Regions from separate parts of the Mus musculus genome. Here region 1 is linked to region 2. The links are chromatin contacts, called in public HiChIP or PLAC-seq maps. All regions are on one chromosome and are shown on one strand. The core of a region is the stretch at or near the end of the contact, and the rest is flanking DNA. Distances in the headings are between cores, read along the strand shown.

What was found. HiChIP or PLAC-seq counts read pairs in DNA pulled down with a chosen protein or histone mark.
Region 1: a contact with region 2 is called in a FOXA1 HiChIP or PLAC-seq map of pancreatic cancer cells. The contact joins the promoter of Setdb1 here to the promoter of Car14 in region 2. A contact is called at or near these places in 1 of 39 promoter capture datasets (hippocampal neurons), 1 of 484 Hi-C or Micro-C datasets (B cells) and 1 of 115 datasets of contacts at active chromatin or transcription factors (pancreatic cancer cells).

The regions. Positions count from the first base shown.
Region 1 is chr3:95,353,604-95,359,697 of GRCm38.p6, forward strand. Setdb1 (SET domain, bifurcated 1) reads right to left here and starts at 3,599. Exons shown (of 22, transcript NM_018877.3): 1 at 3,462-3,599; 2 at 2,331-2,599; 3 at 939-1,090. The coding sequence starts at 2,590.
Region 2 is chr3:95,901,262-95,906,956 of GRCm38.p6, forward strand. Car14 (carbonic anhydrase 14) reads right to left here and starts at 3,424. Exons shown (of 11, transcript NM_011797.3): 1 at 3,059-3,424; 2 at 850-870; 3 at 1-11. The coding sequence starts at 3,113.

The sequences.
Region 1 (6,094 bases), core at 2,349-4,848, 550 kb before region 2:
TTAGCCAGAAACTGTGAAATCCTATTGCAAAATAAAAGCATTAGAGAGATAGCCAGCATATCGTGTTTCCCAAACAAGTCCCAAGTCCTGGAGTCTGGATCCTCAGGCCCCAAACCTGTAATCCTAGTACTCATAAGGCAGAAACCCACTCTGAGCTGGCTATCTACACATGCTAGAATTGGCAAACCCTTGGTTCAGCAAGACCCTGCTTCCATAATAAAGAGAGGAGTGATCAAGCAATAAACCTGATATAAGTCTTTGAATTCTACATATATGTACACCCACCCATATACCTCTACTCCCAAACATGGGTAGGAACACTGTGACCATTGATATCAACTTAACAGAATTTAAAATGACTTGTGAAATGGAAATCTGTGCAAGCCAATGAGGAATTATTTTGACTATGTAGAGGTGGATGGACCAGCCCACCGTGAGTGGTACCATTCCATAGACTTCATAAATACACAAATAAAGAGAGCGATTGGAGGAGCAGCAGGATGAGACACTCCCTCTGTTTCCAGATTGCAGAACAATGTGACCAGATGCTTTAGGCTTTTGCCACTGTGATTTCCCCGACCATCATGGATATGATCTGGAACTTGGAACCAGGATCAGCCCCCTTAACCTTCAAATGATTTTGTCAGATTATTTGATCACAGTAACTGAAAAAGAAACTCAGACATAGGCAAACTACACACAAACACATGGGGGAAAAGACAGAAAATAAGTATACCTTATCTGAAATGGGGAAAGGAAGCAATCAGAATACAGAAAACACTTACGATGCTAAGAATACTTACTTGTTGTCATAATAAGTCAGTCAGGTTTTTGGCATATTAAGTAATGACAATGTGATTCTTTATGTGCAACATACTTGTCTTCCAGTATTTCAGCTTCCATTCTAAGACTTTTCTGACCAAAGCTTCATCATTTACCTGAATCAATACTGAGGACATCATCATCTTCATCAGGAATCTCAATGATCTCTGTGGGCCGGGAAGCTTCATCCTCAGAGCTACTGTCATGATACTGTAGTCCCAGCTTAGAGTAGAAATCCTTCACCAAAGACTCACAGTTAGTCACTTCCCTGATATTGGAACACATGCAGAAAAGATCAAAGCCAGTGGAGACAGTGCAGTACAAGAGCATTACAATGTATATACATTTATACAATACCTAGCCTCTGAGCTCACACATGTAATCCTAGTCCTTAGCCTGAGGAACCAAGACTAGCTAGGTTTGAGGTCACTTTGGTCAATAGAGTTCATGGTCAATAGAGTTCATGGTCAATACAGTTCATGGCCAGCATGGCCTACAGAGTAAGAAACCTTTAGACAGAACAAAAACAGAACCCAGCACTCAGGAGGCAGAGGCAAGCAGATCTCTGAATTCCAGGCCAATTTGGTGTACAGAGGTAGTTCCAGGACAGCCAGAGTTACAAAGAAACGGTCTCAAAAATAAAACAAAACAAAAACAGAAACAAAAACAAAAAACAACCCCCCCCACATACAAAACACAACACAGTAACAGGAAATTATGTATATTTAAATATAGACTGTTTGCTCTACATGTTCCAAAGTACCTATTTAGAATGCTTTTCCACAGAATGTTTGTTTCCATGTAATTCTTCTATGAAACAATTTTCTAGACTTCAATTTTCCACCTGCTGTTACAAAAGTCCTAATATCTGATATTTATTATCTATGTGGCTTTGGGAACTAAGAAGACAGCTTTAAATATCAACTTCATTTTGCTGGGTGCTGTGAAACATCCCTTTAATCTCACCACTGGAGAAACAAAGGCAGATGGGTCTCTATGAGTCCAGCTCAATATGGTTTATATGGTGAGTTCTAGGGCAGCCAATTCTACGTAAAGAGACTTTGTATCAAAAATGGATGAACGAATGAAACCCCAATCAACTCAACAAGCATAAGCTAGGATCATTTCATTGCAGCTCTTAGGAGGCAAAAGTCGGCAGATCTCTGCAAGTTGCAGGCCAGCAAGATTTAGGTATTGGGATTCTGTCTCAGAAAAACAGAAAAGACAGCAACTCTACAATCTTCACTTTCTGGGGATCTTAGGAAGGAAGTTCAGTCCAGGAGGAAGAGAAGGGAATTCAAGCCTTTAACCTAACTACTGCTGATCACATAGCAGCTACCCACAGGGAAAAAGTGTTCTGTTGCAACTCTGCATTACAAACTCAGAGGAAGAGTAAGGCCCCACCTGACTGAAGTCGCCAAAGTATAAAGTGCTTAGGACAATGACAACAACAGTCACTCCAAGGAGGACACAGATGGACATTTACTTCTGCTTCCTGGAATCCCTACCTGGATGCATCATCAAACAGCCGATCAACATAAGCCACTTCAGACTCTTTCTGTAGTACCCACGTCTCCAGCTCTGCGAGCTGCTTCTTGCGCTGCTGTATGCAGTCCATCTTTTCCAGTTCCTCATCAATGTACTGACGAAGTTCCTCCATAGAGATACCCAGCTCTTCAACCACCGCCTGCTGCAGCTCAGCAATCTCTGCAGAGTCAGCTGCAGCTGGCGCTGCAGCCAAACTCATGCACCCAGGGAGGGAGGACATGCTTTGGCCCTGTGCAGGATGAACAAGAAGCGAAAACAACTCTAACCGAGGCTCACACCATTTCTGTCTCATAATCAAAAGCCTGCAAACTCTGTTCTCTCCCCTCCTCCTCCACAAGGCGATCTGGAGATTTCCCGGGGAGCCTCATCTTCTCACACAGACCCAAGCTCTGGGTAACAACTAAGAGCGGGGAGACCCTGGAGAACTCCAACACGCACCAGGGAGCTAGCTAAAACAAGGTTTCAGGAAACCGAAGAGTGCTTATCGACCAAGGAAGATACTTCTGGGAGCTACTTGTTCCTTAATTGGCTCTGTCACTACACCGAGTCTAACCGAGGCACCGGCGGCTGGAGACAGGTGAGCCGCAATGAACTAATTCCACCCGGGTTGTTTAGTCCTCCTTTTCCTCGCGGCTCTTTGCTTTCCCGTGGCAAGGTGGCTTTTAAAACCTCCTAGGGCCATGCAAGAGGGCAGCTGCACAAGGGATGGGCTTCCCGGCTGCACCAGGCCCTGGGAGTCTGCGACCAGCAAAGAAGAAAAGGGACGAAGAGAGGAAAAGTCGGACATCCCTACGTGATCAGAGCAAAAGCTTGAAGCCATGGCGACCACCCAGCAGCCACACTCGGAATAACGCGCACAGGCGCTTGGCCGCCCGGGCCACGCAGAACCGCAGCAGCCTCCAGCCTGCCGCCCTCCTGCTTTCCCGCGCCTCATCGACGCACCGCCTCACCCACGCACCGCCTCGCGCCCACCCGCAGCCGCCGCCTCAGGCCCGCCCGCCCCCGGCTCGCTCCTCTCCCGCCAAGTTCCCACACACAGCCCCAGCCTCGCACCAGCCAAGCCTCCCAGGTCCACCTCGGCCTCAGCGCACCTCAGTCCGTCCTCCCCACAACTCTGGCGCCCGACCGCAAGGGCCGCGTCTCACAACCCCGACCCCAGGTTTTACTCCAGGGCTCCGCCTTGCCAAACCCAGGCAAACTGAAGGAGAGACGGCGGGGGAGGGGAAACAGCGTGAGGAGGCAGGAGGGGGCGGGGAGCAAACCGACGGTCCGGAAGCAATAGGGAGCGTCCTTCCGGCCTCTCCGACGGTAGCCCGAAGGGACCAAATTTATTGCATAGCGCTGCGGTACAGGGGTTATGGGAATTTAAGGAGAGTATGCATGTGTGAAGTAGGGCATTTCCAGATAAGGGGCTAGTTGGACAAAGCAGGTATTTTCCGGAGTCATTTATGGAAGCTCTTCCCCTACAGGTGGCCAATATAGTTGATTATTGTTTTAATTTGAAGATTTTTTTTAGTAATAAAATTAATTTTTTAGCAAAATTAATGAGTGTTCATATAGGAAATAAGAAAAATACAAATAAACAACAACAAAAAACTCATCATTTTATCACTGAGATTGTGTAGTTTTCATCTTTCACAAGATTAAGGTTTTTTGTTTTTTGAGGTTTTTTTTTGTTTTTGTTTTGTTTTGTTTTTGTTTTGTTTTGTTTTTTTGTTTTTTTTTTTTGTTTTTTTTGTTTTTTTTTTTTGAGACAGGGTTTCTCTGTATAGCCCTGGCTGTCCTGGAACTCTCTCTGTAGCCCAGGCTGACCTCGAACTCAGAAATCTGCCTGCCTCTGCCTCCTAAGTGCTGGGATTAAAGGTGTGCACCACCACTGCCCAGCTCTCATTTCTTTCTTTGCTTCTTTCTGCCTACTCATCTTTGAATGCCATTACTTTCACAGCAGATCTGGCCAATCTCCCAGCACTGCTCACACCCCTCTAGCCTAAGAACAGCCTTACAAATAAACTGCCAAACTCAAGTACACTGTCTTCTTCCACTGTCCTCCCATAACCCTGCCTGCAAGGGTAAAGGAAGCTGAAACACAGAAATAAAGAGCAGACTCAAGAAGTGTTTTGTTGTGGTAGTTTTAACATGGGGTCGTGCTTTGTAATCTTGGATGGTCTGGCACTTGCTATGTAGACTGTGCAAAGATCTACCGGCCTCTGTTTTCTACCTGTTGGGATTAACCTGTGAGCCACCATGTCCTGCAAGGTATCTATATAAAATATATTTTTCTGTACACCTGTGTGTCTGTGTATGCATATGTGCCCATAAGTGCAAGTTGGCCTCAAAAGCCCGAAGAGAATACTGGATTCTATGGAACTGCAGTTACAGACAGTTGCCATCCAACATAGGCACTAAAATTCAAACTCAAAATAATCTGGAAAACAATAAGTGTTCTTAAATACGAAATCATTTTCCAGCCCTTGTGTGTGTTTGTGTGTGTCTTTAAGGAATCCAAAACATTTGGGCAGCCATGGCCCTCGTGTTCTTGGCAACAGAGCCCAAAAAACCGGTCCCGGAGTTTACTTACACAGCAGAGGACTTAGCCCTCATTTTCAAAGATTCCAGTCATCAGTTCAACAAAAATAAGAGACTGTGGTACACCTCTGGGGGAGAGAAAATCCTGCCACAAAGACAAGCAGAGGCTATGATCAAACAGATGCACCAGTGGACTCACCTAGGGGTAAACAAGCTTATCCAGACATTCTCCAAGACTAAGTACCATGTACCAGGGTTAAAACACCTTGTGGAGCAGGTGGTGCACAAGTGTGTGCCCTGCAAAAGTCAATGTCTACTGCACTATGGTGCATCCAGGGAAGAGGTACCCGGGAGACAGACCTGGCACCTACATGGAGGTAGACTTTACTGAGGTATGACCTGGAAAATATGTATATAAATACCTTCTGGCTTTTGTGGATACGTTCTCAAGATGGGTAGAAGCTTTTCCCTGTAAAAATGAGACTGATCAGATGGTCATTAAGGTTATTGAAGCCGGGCAATGGTGGTGCATGCCTTTAATTCCCACACTCGGGAAGCAGAGGCAGGCAGATTTCTGAGTACGAGGCCAGCCTGGTTTACAGAGTGAGTTCCAGCACAGCCAGGGCTACACAGAGAAATCCTGTATCGAACCCCCCACCCGAAGAAGGAAAAGGAGAAGAAGAAGAAGAAGAAGAAGAAGAAGAAGAAGAAGAAGAAGAAGAAGAAGAAGAAGAAGAAGAAGAAGAAGAAAATTTTCCAAGGTTCAGAGTGCCAAAAGGCCAAAAGCAATAGTGTCAGATAATGGTCCTGCCTTTGTTGCCCAGGTAAGTCAGGGCATGCCCAAATATTTAGAGGTCGAATGGAAATTATTGTGTGTACAGACCTCAAAGCTCAGGACAGGTAAAAAGGATAAATAGAACCCTAAAAGAGACCTTGACAAAAGTAACCATGGAGACTGGCACAGACTGGGTGGTGCTCCCCCCTTCATTTAGAACCAGAAATACTCTCTCTTGATTCAGTCTTACTCCTTTTGAGATCCTTTATGGGGCTCCCACACTCCGCACTGTCTTAAATGATGTGATTGAACACACATGTTGTTGTAATAATTATCTGTATGCTAGGTTAAAAGACTTGCAGGTGAGGCAGAAGGAAGTCTGGTTACAACTGGCTGCAGCAAAGATCTGGGTACCCCAAAGAC
Region 2 (5,695 bases), core at 2,174-4,673:
ACCGTGTGGGCCTGGTGGAGGGGTAAGTTACTATAGACATTTGTCCAGTCCTACAGCCCCAACCACCCTTTAGTAGCCCTGGACCCCATGTTATAGTGGAAGTACCACGCAGTTGGGTGGGGCTGGGTGAGGTGGGAGTCCACACGGGGTGACTGTCCACTACTCTAGTAAGTGGGAGAGTGGTGGCTTTCACTCACCTGTAGTTTCAGAACAATGAAGCTGAATGAGGGGAAGAGGAAATAGATAGAAAGCCTGAATTCTTGCAGAAGTAGAATCAGAGAGGACAAACAGCCTAAACAGATGGAATATCTTTGGGGTACCCTATCAAGTAGACTTGAGGTTCAGCTATCCTTTCTGTCATTCACGTTCTCCTCTCACACTGGACCTTGCTTTGACTCCAGATAGGTCATTAATTAGAAGTTCAGAGGGATTGAGTTCCACTGTCCCTAGAGTCACAGTATCCTGCCAGCCTTTTCCTCCTGACCTCAGGCTCTGTCCAGTTTCAGAGGCAGGTTGGGGGTAGGACTATTTAGGAGAAAGAGAGCCAGAAGGATGGCAGCCAGCTCGCTCATTGTGCCTCTCCCCGCCCAGTTTTCTTCATTTCCACAGGGATTTACAGAGGACGCATTGGCTTTTTTGCTGAATCAGGAGATGTGGGATTTAATGATTACAGCAGGGTCTAGCAGCCACTTGTGTAAGCCCCAGGGTCTGTGTGTGTAGGGAGAAAAAGAGGAGCTAGTGGGTGAAGCTCAGGAAAAGCTCTTTCCCTCCCCCAGGACAAGTCTTCATGCCAGGTGCGGAGGTCCTGGGGTGAAAGGAGTGCCAATCCATGTGCAGTTCCAATCTCACCTTCATATGTCCAGTGGTGACCTGTAAGAGAGGGATTTGGGCTGTGGCCAGTGCAGCCTGGAGCAATGTCCTGGCCTCTGCTCTCCCTCCGGCCGCCAGCGCCTCCTCCTTTTCTGCTCTCTCTTACCCACCTCCACTCCAGAGCTTCCCAAGTGAAGTATTGAAACTGGATACCTTTGTGAAAAGGTCGGGGGTCCTATTTAAAATAACTAGCCAGGCTGCAGTTGTGATTAAAGAGTAAAGAGGGAGGAGCAAGGAAAAGAGATAAAGCCAGGAGACTAAAATTAACCTGGATCCAAATGTGCAGGCAGCCCAGCCCTTACTTTTTCCCATCTGGAGCCAAGTCAGTGTAACACTTAGAAGGTTGGGGTGGGGTAAGGCAAGGGTGTGAGCAGAGGGCTTGGAAGCATAGAATAGAAGGAGGAGGAAGAGGAGGAGGAGGAGGAGGAGGAGGAGGAGGAGGGAAAGTCTCAGTGAATCCTGCTGAAGCCAGGAGGGCTTAGTCCTTAGCCTTGGTGTACTGCCGCTAGGACGAGGGCCCAGCACCTTCAGCAGGAGTTTTAGTTCTTTCTGCTCTCACTAGCTGTGGTCACTCGAATCATGAACATCTGCTCTTTCAGGCTCAAATGGCTCAAGAAAAGCAGGAGTCGGGGTAGGGCCTAGTCTATGTTGAGGGTGGTGGGTGGGCACAGGCAGCCAGGCTGGCAAAGACAGGATGAAAGTGTAGCATTGTGTGTAGAGAGGAGAGTTGCCAGCCGGGTCACATGCCAGGATCTCATGCAGTTCTATCTCTGGCCAAAACGCTAGGGGTCTGAGAGTCACCCCCCCCCCCCCCCCACGGCTAACCTGCTTCAAGGAGAAAAGGAAGTCTTCTTGGAGATTGGCTTGTTCTATTTAACTCTAGAAACTGGGGGGAAATACCCTGTTCCTTTTCCTCTTCATTAGTCTTTTAATTATTTTGTTTGAGACATGATTTTACTCTGTAGTCCATACTGGCCCTGTATTCACAGTGTGCTTCAGGCTGACCTCAAACTTGTGGCAGTCCTGTCTCAGCCTCCTGAGAGCTGGGATTGCAAGCGTGTGGTCCAATGCCCATCTTGCTTGTTATTCCTTTAACTGCTCACACCGCTCCATTCCTCAGCGGGGGCAACTCTGCGAGTAGCTCCCCCCCACCCCTCCTTCACTATCTCTTTAGGATACTCCAACAACTAGAGTTCTCTGGCTGTTGTGAAGGTGCCCTGCCCTTCCTGTGAAATGCTCTGAGCTGATTCTAATGCCTCTTTTTTCCTCTTTCCAAATTGTTTCTTCTCAGAAGAGATTTGTGACTCCTCATTTTCTTTTGGATCCCTTGGTCCCATCTTCCTCTCGCTTTCTAGATAATCCCCCCCCCCACCTCGTCCTTCCAATAAACTTTAATCCCTCACCTACTATGTGCTGGATACAGAATGGGGCCTGAGAAGCACAAAAACAGGGTGTAGAAACCAGGCATGGGGAGGCAGAGCCAAGCAGGTCTAACCTCAGCTACAGAGTGAGTTTGAGATAGGTCTGGCCACGTGAAACCTTGTCTCAAAAAAAAAAGTAAATAAAAATAAGCAATAACAACAAAAAAAGTTGTGGGAATCCTTCAGGCGTTCCAGAAACAACTTAGCTTGTTTTCTCCAACGTCTCCCCACCTCTCTCCTAATCCTGAAAGCCCTTTGTACACTATAAAGAGCTGAGCAAACGTTTAGTCGTGTTCCTTTCAGGGAAATGGACCAGCTGCCCCTGCCCCTTGGCAGGTAATGGAGTTATCCTTTGATCAGCAGAGGGTCGGGGTCTGAGTCGGGCAGGACTGCAGCACGTGTCCCTTCTCACCCCTGCTCTCCCTAACCAGCAGAGTGCGTAAACAAAGACGGGCAGGAGGGCTGCCCGGGACTAGGGCAGTGGGGAAAGAGTGGACTGGAGAACTGTAGCTGGCCGAGTGTCCTACACTCCTGAGCATTCACACACTGGCCTCTGGCTAGCTCTCCCTGTCGCAGAGATAGCAGTAATCGCTGGGTTAGAGAGGAAAAGGAAAAGAATGGAAGGATCTCCTCCATAGTCTTTCTCCCACCCCATGCCTCCCCCCCCTACCCCCCAGCCCCTAGGCTTCCCTTTCTGAAACCTCTCCTCCCCCACATAAGTACACATGGCTACGGGTGGACATTAGCACAGACCCAGTTGTACCTACCCCCATCTGCAGCCAGGATCCAAGTCACCTTTAACAGGAGAGCGAAGAACAACATATTATCCCCACAATGGGGTACAAGGGACCAGGAATTTGGGGTTTAGAAGAGAGAGGTGGAGAGGGAGGGAGAGAGAGGAGTTTCTGGCGTTCTATCTCTTTTCTTCTTGTCTCTGTCTCTGCAGACTTCCAGGGACTTGATTTTCCACAGGTTAACACGAACTTCTGGATCCCAGGATAAATTTCTTCCTCTCTCACTTTCTCTCTCTTCCTCTCTCTGCCCTCTCCGTATGTCCCTTCGTAATCTCCACACCACTTACTGGCCAGCAACTTCACAGTTGCCTCCCGCTTTTAAGGTGGCTCGAAACCGGTGTACGTGAGGAGGGGGGTGGTGCCTGGGCTGCAGCCGAGCAGCTCCTTAAATAGCGGATTAGGCATGCAGGATGGCCCAGCAGAGCCCAGCGCCCTGGCCTTGGCTCAGGACCCTGGAGTGAGCTCTTCCTTTGCTATTTACACTGCCGCTCGTACGGGTGTCCCCTGGAACTCTCGGTCAGGGAAGGGGGGTTTCGCACCTCTCCCTCCCAGGACACCGTGTTCTCATTCCCCTGCCTGAGGAGCACATCCCTGGGTGGTATGGGACTGCTGGTGGGGAACCTGTTTCTGAAACCAAGAGAAGTTGAGCTGGTTGGAACCAGAAAGAATTCAGATTCGGGAGATAGGAGAACAGAAGTTGGAGGCTCAGGGAGCAGGTGGGGAGTGGAAAGTCAAACTTTAAAATCTGGATTGTGGAGAGCAAGAAGTGGGGCGAGGAGAATATTTGTCTTCTGCCTCGTCTTTCTCTGGCGCCTGTCACCACCCCCTTCCCTTGGTGAGGCTTAGGTCCACGTGCCTGTGTAGCCTGGGGTGGGGGTGCGGTTTTGTTTGCCGGATAAAGCCCATTTGTGTGCACAGCGGGGGAGGGGTTGTCGCAGCACCAGGGAGAGACAGCATTCTAACTACCAGATCCAGCCACCTCCCTCCCCAGGGAGCCCAGATCTAGGGCGCCTTTTGTCACTGAAGAGGACACTGACCCCTAGCAGAGAGGCCGGGCAGGAGGAGTGATGGGTGACTGTAGAAACAATTACTGTCACCATGAGAAAAAGGCGGACTCCAAAGAAAGAGAGGGGAGGGGCCATAGAAAGGCCATGTGACCAGGTGGGTGAGGGGTCCAGGGGCTTCCCGCCCACCCAACAAAGGGTCCAGGCAGGTCCTGTGGGATCAAGTGAAACTTGCTGTGGTGGAACTGAGTTTGCTAGTGGAGCATGGAGGCTGCGTGGCGTCTCAGGAATGTGGCTGGTGTGCGCTCCCCCACGGGACTAGAAATCCCGATCGGAATGTACATCCTAAGTCCCTCATTAGTGAGTGTGAAGACCACAGATAATTTCAAGCTAGATGGTGAAATCTCTCCTCCATAACCTCTGTGAGGTCTTTCTGCCCTCCTTACTCCTATCAAGTAGCAATAAATAGCCAAAACAAAGGAGCAGAAGCCAAACAAGGGCACGGGATAAAAGCCAAATGAACAGAATAATGCATGTGCCAGGTCATCACTCCTGCGGAGACAGGAGCTCAGAGTGCTTTTCTGTCCCACGACTGAGCTTCAGAGTAAGGACTTTTTAAAAATATATATATATATTTAAAATACACACACACACACACACACACACACACACACACACACACAACGTTTTATCGCTTTGCGAATACTTCATCCCCTAAAAAAAAGTTTCCGTCTTAAAGTTCTTCCAAAGCCTCATCCAGTCCCATCTAGGAAGAATAAAAGATGTGAATACAAGTTAAGATTTCTTTGGTGTCCGGAAAGTTAAGAGGGGGGTGGGGTGGGGGTGAAAGGAGAATTGACACATATTTCACAAGGTAGGAAAGAGGAGGTTTGGATAGAATAACCCCTATCAGGACAGAGCTCCCCTGCAGCATCTACGACCGACTTTCAGCCTCCCAGGAAGTGCGTCTCGCCTGGCGCCACCTCTTGGCTTCTCTACGAATTTTTAAAACTTGGGATTCCTTCTGGACAGCAGTTGGTGCTGAGAGTTTGGGGACTTTGCCTACACTTTTGAATACTGCTTCAAAAAATAAAAAATAAAAAATAAAAAATACTGCTTCAAAGGAGTCTTAGCCCTGGTGCTGGAGAGATGGCTCAGTGGTTAATAGCTCTCGCTGCTTTTCCAGAGGAATGGGTTCGATTTTCAGCACCCACCTGGCAGCTCTCAACTGTCTGTGACTCTAGTTCCAAGGAACCGGATATTCTCACACAGACATACATGCAGGCAAATCACCAATGCACATAAAATAAAACCATTAAAAAAATAAAATGCGTCCTTAAAAAAAAAGTCTTAGTCCCGAGTCAACACTTAGGCTCCGGAACCAGCAGCCTCTCCGGGAATTCCGATTCCCTCCAAATAAATAAAACTGGTTTCAGAGAGAGGGGGAGGGGAGAGGGAGAGGGGAGAGGGGAGACGGGGAGAGAAAGAACGAACTTGTTTAGATCCTGTGAACACTTCAGTCATTGCTTTCTAGCTGTGTTGATTTGGAGTAGGTGCAAAGGGGCTGCTATGTGAAAAGGGAAAGGAAAAGGAAAGAAAAAAGAAA